2 separate regions of the Mus musculus genome follow, and region 2 is linked to region 1. A link is a contact called in public Hi-C data. All regions are on one chromosome and are shown on one strand. The core of a region is the stretch at or near the end of the contact, and the rest is flanking DNA. Distances in the headings are between cores, read along the strand shown.

Region 1 (4,310 bases), core at 932-3,431:
ACTGGTTCCCATCTAGTTCTCTTTGCTTCCTGACCCAGCCACCATGCGAGCAGCCCTTTTATACATTCTTCCTCCTTCCTCTCTGCCTTCCACCGGAGGTGACTAGAACCCTCGGAATTGTGAACCAGCGATGATTTACAAGTCATTTAAAGTCATACTTCCTGTAAGTTGCCTAGACTTTGTGTCAGTATCGAAAGCTGTTCCCTACATATTTACCGCTGGTTAACCATCTTTAGAAACACGAGTAAAGCTGACATCTTCTTTGCCATTTTTAAAGTGTTTTATTTATGTGTGTGTGTGTGTGTGTGTGTGTGTGTGTGTGTATTCCACTTGTGTGAAGTGCCCATGGAGGCCAGAGGAGGGCGGAGTTGAGGCCAGAGGAAGCTCCCTAGAGTTGGAGCTTCAGGAAGTTGTGACCTACAGAACTCAGGTCTTTTGGAAGAGCAGGATGGCTCATAGCCACCGAGCCATTTTTTCCAGCCCTTTTTTTGGCAACGATGTTTGTGCTAAGACTATTTACCACCATGGATATATAGGCAGGGTATCCTCCCCTGAAGATTATTTAAATAAGGTTTAATTTTTCCTTCTTGCTTTGTGACCAGGTTCACTAGTAATTTATAATTTTGTCTATGCTTTCCTGTGAGTGCATAACTTGGCATTTTCCTCTTTCCTAATTTTCATTTGATTTGATTAATTTTTTGAACATGTAAATCATGTACAAATTATGTACGAATGATTCAGAACACAAAACAGTATTAAAAATCCTGCCTAAAGAAGTTTTATTCCCATGGTAGTGTTTCCTACCCCACCCCACCACCTCTGTTTACTGGTTCATTCTCTCTGTATTCTTTTAGACACGTATCCCTTACGGGCATGAATATGCATACATGTGCATAAACACAAGCCAGTTCCCACCTCTTTCTCATAGACGTTATGGTAAGAATGTGGATGGGGGCTGAAGTCTCAGAAGGGAAAACAGGGTTTGGTTTTGATGTTTGTTAAATATTTTAAAAATATTTTTAAATTCTGTGTGTGTGTGTGTGAGAGAGAGAGAGAGAGAGAGAGAGAGAGAGAGAGAGAGAGAGAGGGAGAGAGAGAGAGAGCGCTTGGGCTTATGTGCGCAGTTGACATAGAGCTCAGAAGCAGAAGACCCCTGAGCAGGGGCACATGGGGCACATGTGTTCTCAACTGCCCAGTCGTCTCTTTGGATACCGTTTTTACTGTTTGGAGACAGCATCTAATGTCCTCACATTTCTGTGTTCATCCAAAATGCCACATTCTAAATTTTTAAAAGGCACAAAATATAGGAAACAAAGTAGAGGAACACTTTAATCCAATAGTCCCAGAAGCTACAAAGTAAAACCAGAGGTGACTTCATGGGAACGTGAGAGAGCTCTGTGACAAGACAAGAGTCACTAAAACCCACGTGCCTGACAAGTGGCCACGTTTGCTGCATTTAAAGCACTCCAGGCACACTCAGTGGAAAACTGAGTCAGGCTGGGAGACGGTGAGCCTGGGCAAGCACTTGCTGTGCCGCCCTGAGGATCTCAGTTCAGAGCCCAAACTGGAGTAAAAGCAGACACGGCAGTGGGCAGTGGGCATGCCTGACTGCAGTGTGCTTGCAGTGGGACAGGAGGCAGAAACAGGGAATTCTCCAGGTACCTGCCTCAAACAAGGTGGAAGGCAAGGATGACACCTAAGCTTGCCCTCTGACTTCCATATGCAACACAGTGCCACATATGCACGGATATGCACACATCTCACACCCACAGCAGTTATCGCATACACATGTCATACATACATACATATCACGCACATACACACATCATAGATATACATACATACACACATGATACATACACAACATTCTTTTAAAACCTCAACTGTTTGTAAATTCCTCAAAAAGAAAAAAAATTTAAACATATACTCTCGGGGCCCCAGTTCCTCAGCTCCCAGATGTTTATCTAGGAGAAGTCAGAGACACATCCACACAACGACATGTGCTGTGTTCCTAAAGAGTACCAAAGGAGAGCACCAATCTGTGTACCAGTAAGGGACCCAACAGATGCACAAACAACAGACAACTAGTAGGTGGTTCAACTGTCCAGCGGCTTCCGGCTCCAGGACCACGCCCTTCACAACCACCTTTGTAAGCACTGAAGCTCCTCCTACAGTGTCAGCACCAGGCCTGTGGTTGTCACATCATGTCACTTAGGAAACAATAACCCATGTCTGCACATGCTTCATGTAGTGTTTGAATACTTTTAACCTGCCAGGCCAACAATATACTCACAGGAGAGACTACTGTCCAATAGACCCAGGAAACCAATTGCTGCATATAGGCATGGTGGCTTCTCAGAATGACACACTGGACAAAAGACAAAGACATAAAAGGACTTATCTGTGTGATCCCATTAAAGGAAGTCCAGGAAGAAACGACTCATCTCCAGTGACAGAGCTCAGAAGGACGGCTGCCGCTGGAGGTGTTGGCTGGAAGTGGGCCCAAGGGAACCCTCAGGAGTAATGAAGATGTTTCATGTCTTCATTTGGGGGATGGGCTCCCACATTTATCAAGACTCTTCAAACTCTACAGTGATGATCTCCATCTCTTGCCTGATGTGAGTCACCTCCATTAAAATGATAATAGATGAAATAAAATGTATGTAAAGAGCACCCAAGGATCAGCAAGAAAGGGATAATAAGCGTCGTGTAAAATGGGCAGAGACGACGAAGGGGCAGCCTGTGGCTGGGGAAACGCAGCCGTCTTTCAACGATGAAGAACGACATTCGCCTTCACATGTCAGCTGGGAAATGCAGGTGAGCGCATCCTCCCCCAGCTGCCTAGCCAAAGTGAAGATTAATAGTACCAGCTACTGGCATGAAATCAAGGAAGCAATCATTTGCTTGCACTGTAAACTGGTAGAGGTTGCTCAAAGGTGACTTGGCAATAGCTGCTGAAGCTTAAAATCGCGTGACCTCTAACCCAGCACTATAGCATCTGGAAACATATGGGAGAGGGTCGTTTTAAACCACAGGATTCCCGTGCTAGAAAACAAATCAGGTGTATATGGGCCCATGCGACCAGTATGCAGTTAGGTCAACAAGAGCAACACCAGACAATAGATAGATAATTTAGTGCAATCTCATGAACACACACACACACACACACACACACACACACAAGTCTGAGTGCATTTACACACACTTGTACATATTCAGACAGGGGAAGGAAAATGTACTTTCAGTGTTGCTATGGTTACTTCTGGGGAGGGGAGTTCAGGTATTTAGTAAAGTCCTATTGCATAGCACATTCTCTGTGCTTTTCAATGATTGTATTCTTGCATTCTTGGTATGCACATGTGTGCACACGTGCGTGAGCACACAGATGTGTGTGTGTACAGACACATGCATATGGAGGCCAAAGGTTAAGTTGGGTTGGGTGTGTGCCTGCCAGTCTCCACTTTGTCTTTTGAGGCAAGGTCTCTCACTAAGCCAGGAGCTCACTGAGTCAGCTAGACCAGGGGGCCAGCAAGCCCCAGGATCCACCTGTCTCTGCCTCCCTAACATTGGATTACAGACACACACTGCCACCCCCAGATTTTTAACATGAGTTCTGGGGATCCGGATTCATGTCTTTGCGCTCACAGGGTGAGCACTTTCCTGAGCAAGCCATTTCACCAGCCTGTTCTTGCTGTGATTTTTCTAAAGGTTTCTGACAAAGTCTCTGCGGCTGGTTCAGTGTATGTTAAGAAACCGTTGTACAAGGGCTTCTTAGCACCAGGCTGACAAGCAGTCCTGCAGGAAGGACAAAAGAGCCCACAGAAACCTGCCTCACTCTTTCCCCTGCACTCTGATCTCACAGTGATCACTGGACGCTGACCATCCCATAACTGGCCCTTAAGTGCACAGAAAACACCCCTGGCTGTCAGCTGTGGGTGCTCGCCTGTGTTCTCATGGGTAGTGGTGGCAGGTGGTCGTCATCCTCAGCTACAGTCACACGAGCCTTGTTCAGAACTCAGGGACCAGGTGTCTTCTGCAGATCGGAGGTGGGGATTTTGATAGGTGTTGCTGTGACCAGTCTGTATGTTACAGAACACCTCCAGCAAGGCGGTGGAGACAGCCCATGTGATCACACACTTAGTATTTCTGCAGCCACGCGCTCAATACTCCTTCTGAATCAAAGGCTATGAATAACCACAGGTCAGCCGGAGCGAGCCACTGCCGCTAAGTGTGTTCAAGAGAAAGTGACAAGGTCAACTTTTTGACTCGCAGAGCTCTAGACTCAGAAATGGTGGGGAAGGCACGATCCC
Region 2 (4,310 bases), core at 477-2,976, 840 kb before region 1:
TGAGTGTGTATGTATGTATATATGTACATGTATGAACGTGTGTGTATTTATGGATGTGTGTATATATATGCATGTGTGAGTGTGTGTATGTATATATGTGCATGTGTGAGTGTGTGTGTATGTATGCATGTGTGTGTATGTATGTATATATGTATATGTGTGAACGTGTGTGTGTTTATGGATGTGTATATATGTGCATATGAATGTGTGTGTTTATGGATGTGTATGGGTATATATATATGCATGTGTGAGTGGGTGTGTTTATGGATGTTTGTATGTGTATACATGCATATGAGTGTGTGTTTATGGATGTGCATATGTGTATATTCGCATGCATATGTGGATGTGTTTGCATTTCTTGGCTGCCTGGAAGTGTTTCAGAAGGTCAGTCCTCTGACCTCTCATAACTTCTCTGGGTCCAGATGGAGGGCGTGGGCTGGGACACAGAGCAGAGGGGAACAATTGTAGTTTTTTTCTCTCCCTGTTCCTTCAAGGAAACTCACTTTAAATTTCCTCTGTGATTAGCTTGCTTACTACCAAACAGGCTGGTGGCCAGCTTCCCTCTGATCGCTCCTTCTGGTCCACCTCCCACATGTCCTGTCCACATCCCCTTTCATTTCTCCCGTTTTATATTTAGCCCGGATTGGTGAGAAAATGCTCAAGCCCGCAGCCACGCTAGTCATGTGTTCTGGGCCAGCTTTGGGTGTTGTGTCAAGATCCTTGTCTCTGGGGCTATGGTGCTCCTTAGAATAGGAGTGAGGGCCTGAGGAGGAACACACTAGGTATTCACTCACACCAAGGCCCGGCAGGGTCCTGACCCTACCACAGGGACCATGAAGCCCTGCTCCCTTTTCTGTTCTGCATGTCCACACGCACTATGCATAAAGTGGTCTCTGGCCCATGCCACAAATATTTACTGAGCCTTTGCTGTGGGTCAGGTCTGTAGCTGCGGATGGAGCTTCTGCTGGGAACAAAAGGGCGTGTAGTCCCTGCTCTCAGTGGCCTGTTCTCTCTCTCTCTCTCTCTCTCTCTCTCTCTCTCTCTCTCTCTCGTTGTCTCTCTCCCCACACATGTATGTATGGGAGTCTACCTGGTACTGGCCATCATTCTTTAGAAACCATCAACCTTGTTTTATAGGCCGAGTCTCTCACTGAGCCCTGAGGTTTACTAATTAGGCTAGGATGTTGGGCCAGATAGTCCCAGGGATCTACCTGTCTCTGCCTCCTCAGAGCTGGGATGGCACAAGCATGCCACCACACTCGCCTGGATGTTTTGACATGTGTTCTGTGGGTCCATCTCAAGTCCTCCTGCTAAAAGGCAAGCACTTTCCAGACCCCGCATCCTCTCCAGCCTAGAGGCGTCTTCACAGCAACATCTTAAAGTGAGGTTCAGTGGCTCTTCTCCCCACTTGACCAGCTTTCCAGATTTTTGCCTGTTGCTCGGCATTGTGCAACCTGGGATGTGACAGGAGCATGGCAGCCATTAACCACGGGTTTGGAATTGGGGGGGGGGGAGGCGTGGGCGGGCTAGGATGAAGGACTTGAGAGAGTACAAGGCCTCTGGCAGGGTGCATAGTCCCTGTAGTGAGAAAAAAATGGAGGCAGAAAAGGCCTTTGAGGTAATTGAGTTGGTGGCTTTCATGTTCATCATGCAGATACTGGGCTGAGGGCCAGCTCTGCTAGTGAGGGCGTGAACCCTGCCCTGCCCCAGCACGCAGGGTGTCATTCGCTCAAGTCCCTTCCTGTCTCATCTTTCTTTGTTCGCAGATCTCAATTATGCGTATCATCCCGGCAAAGGAGAGGGCTTCGAGCACAAAGGTCATCATATCGCGCCTCGGTCCAGAGAGGACTTGATTGCTCCGTGGCTCTAGCCAAAAGCTCCCTGGGTCTCTGGGCTCAGCAAGGGTTGGGGTGCAGCAGAATTATCTACCTGGGTTCCAGGTGCCATCTGGGTCTCTGTGCTGCAATTATAGTCACGTGCTCAACCCTGGAGGGTAAAGGGGGTGGCCTGAGCTGGTTCAGAGGCTAGGGGGTCCCTTGATGAGCTAGCTCCTGCACCACAGAGGGTTATTTTTAGGAGCTGGCTTCCTGGGATGCAGGCAGGCTTGCTGACTTTTGCATCTGGCGCTCAAGGGCCTCCACAGCTTCTCAGTCTGTCACTTCCCAAGCCCACTGCCCTAGTTCTGCCTGTCATCATCCTTTTGTTCTGCCTGCCTTGTCATCTGCACTGGCATGTTTCCTTTGAAACAGGACAGGCAAGGTCTCAACCACTATAATCCGGGAAGCGGCTTCCTACAGCCGTACATCGGTTTCTGAGGACTGTTACCGTGCAGTACCACAGCTTCCACTATTGCCTGAATCAGACACGGGGTTCTGGGAGCTGGAGGGCTGGAAGGCCAAGGCCAAGGCATCTGTAGAGCTGTGTTTTCTGCAAGGACTGCAGGGAAGGACGGGTTGCATCCCTTTCTCATGGTGGTATTTGATGTTCCTGGGCTTGAAGCTCCTACGTCTTGCTGTCTCCTGGCTGTTTTTTCTCCAGGATGACTGTTTTGGGAGTCTCCTCTCTCTATAGAACACTATGGGGCTGGAGAGATGGCTCAGAAGTTAGATCACTTGGTACTCTTCTAGAGGACCTAAGTTTGATTCCCAGCACCTACATCTAGTGTCTCACAAACATCTGAAACTCACAGGTAGCCACCCACACTCATATGTACACACACACACACACACACACACACACACACACACACACACACATACACACAGATACTTGATACACATAATATAATTAAAAACAAGATATATATATATATATATATATATATACTCTCACACACACATATCAGTAGGCATAGGCATATTAGATTAAGGATCTCACCCCACTCAAGTATAAACTCATCTTTTTTTCTGATCTTAGGCTGGGCTCAAACTGGTGACTCTCCTGCTTCAGCCTCCTGTGAGGTGGGACTATAAGTGGTGGTTTGAGTCCTATAAGAAAGCAGGCTGAGCAAGCAATGAGGAGCAAGGCAGTAAGCAGCACCCCTCCATGTTCTCTGCTTCAACTCCTGCCTCCAGGTTCTGCCCAGTTTGAGCTCTTGTCCTGACAGCCTTCAGTGATGAATAATGATGTGGAAATGTAAGCCAAATAAACCCCTCCCTCCCCAAGTTACTTTTGGTCATGGTGTTTCATCACAGCAATAGTAACCCTAATAAAGAAAGTAAGAGGGCTGGAAAGATGGCTCAGGACTCCAAAGGTCCTGAGTTCAATTCTCAGAAACCACATGGTGGCTCACAACCATCTGTAATGGGATCTGATGCCCTCTTCTGGTGTGTCTGAAGACAGCGACAGTGTACTCATATACATAAAATAAATAAATAAAACTTAAAAAATAGAAAAGAAAAGGAAGTAAGGGTGAATGGTACAGCAGTTATGTGGATGTCAGAGAGTCACTTACAGGTGTCTATTTTCTTCTTCTACCATGTGGCCCAGTGTTCAAACTCAGGTTATCAGGCTTGGCAGCAAGTGCCTTCACCTACTGAGCCATCTCCCTGACCCCAACAAATGCCTTTGAAATTGAATGGCTTTTGGGGAGCAGTAGAACACGAACCTTATTTAAAGAGAATGGATTTGGTTCTTCTTGTTTCTAATGCTGACTGAATTACTTACGTTTCTCCTCTTAAAAAAAAAATCACTTCAGATCTTTGTGTATGAAACCCATGAATGGTTCTGTAGGCCAAGAGATAAGCTCAGGAGAGACACAGGGGCTGACTGGGGTCTCAGGTGGTAGACAGTTGTCTACCTGGGATGTCATCTCTGAAGATGCAGGTAGAACATGGGTGTCATCTTGCATGACAGGATTCGCATAGCTTTCAAGTTAGCACCTGTCTGTCATTGGCGGAAAACCTTGGTTCCCTCCCACCTAAGCCTCCTCCAGGCTCTTGGGGTGTGCCCATGTCACGACAGCCAGCTGCTCCTTTGAACATCCCACCCAAGGAGAGAAGCTGAAAGAAGTGATGTCCTTTACGACCTGGTATTAGCTTACCCACCCTCAGTTACTCCGCTCTATTTGCCAGAAGCCTGTCACTGAGCCTGGTGCACAGCTAGGGGGAGAGGGATCAGGCTCCACATTTTTGAAGAAGTGATAAAGAAACATCACAGGGGTATGGGTTTGGGTCAGTGGTACAGCCTTGTCCTGCCATACAGAAGGCTCTGGGTCCATCCTTAGCATTGAAAACAAAGCACAAAGGCTAGCATTTGGGGAAGCACTTTCTGTATGCATGGTACACAGCTGCTTTTCTGTTGCCATGATA

What was found. Hi-C and Micro-C count contacts between places; a contact is called where the count stands out from the background.
Region 2: a Hi-C map of the N1E-115 cell line shows a contact between it and region 1, with 3 times the contacts expected there. The contact joins two enhancer-like sites. A contact is called at or near these places in 1 of 39 promoter capture datasets (the C10 cell line), 5 of 15 datasets of contacts at CTCF or cohesin (the NIH/3T3 cell line, embryonic stem cells, large pre-B cells and 1 more), 91 of 484 Hi-C or Micro-C datasets (the 3T3-L1 cell line, the AML12 cell line, the AtT-20 cell line and 54 more), 10 of 115 datasets of contacts at active chromatin or transcription factors (T-cell acute lymphoblastic leukemia, astrocytes, bone marrow-derived macrophages and 6 more) and 1 of 9 other capture datasets (embryonic stem cells).

The regions. Positions count from the first base shown.
Region 1 is chr9:61,047,357-61,051,666 of GRCm38.p6, reverse strand. All of the region lies in intron 1 of Gm33699 (a long non-coding RNA gene), which reads right to left. Among named protein-coding and RNA genes, the nearest start is that of Gm46116, 7.4 kb to the left of the region's middle. Within about 2 kb of position 2,181, at least 1 of the 459 cell types and tissues checked has an H3K27ac peak or open chromatin away from gene starts, as enhancers often do. A contact at or near this core is called in the N1E-115 cell line, where this site is marked.
Region 2 is chr9:61,882,472-61,886,781 of GRCm38.p6, reverse strand. The region is part of intron 1 of Gm34974 (a long non-coding RNA gene); the gene reads left to right. Among named protein-coding and RNA genes, the nearest start is that of Gm34974, 14 kb to the left of the region's middle. Within about 2 kb of position 1,726, at least 8 of the 459 cell types and tissues checked have an H3K27ac peak or open chromatin away from gene starts, as enhancers often do. A contact at or near this core is called in the N1E-115 cell line, where this site is marked.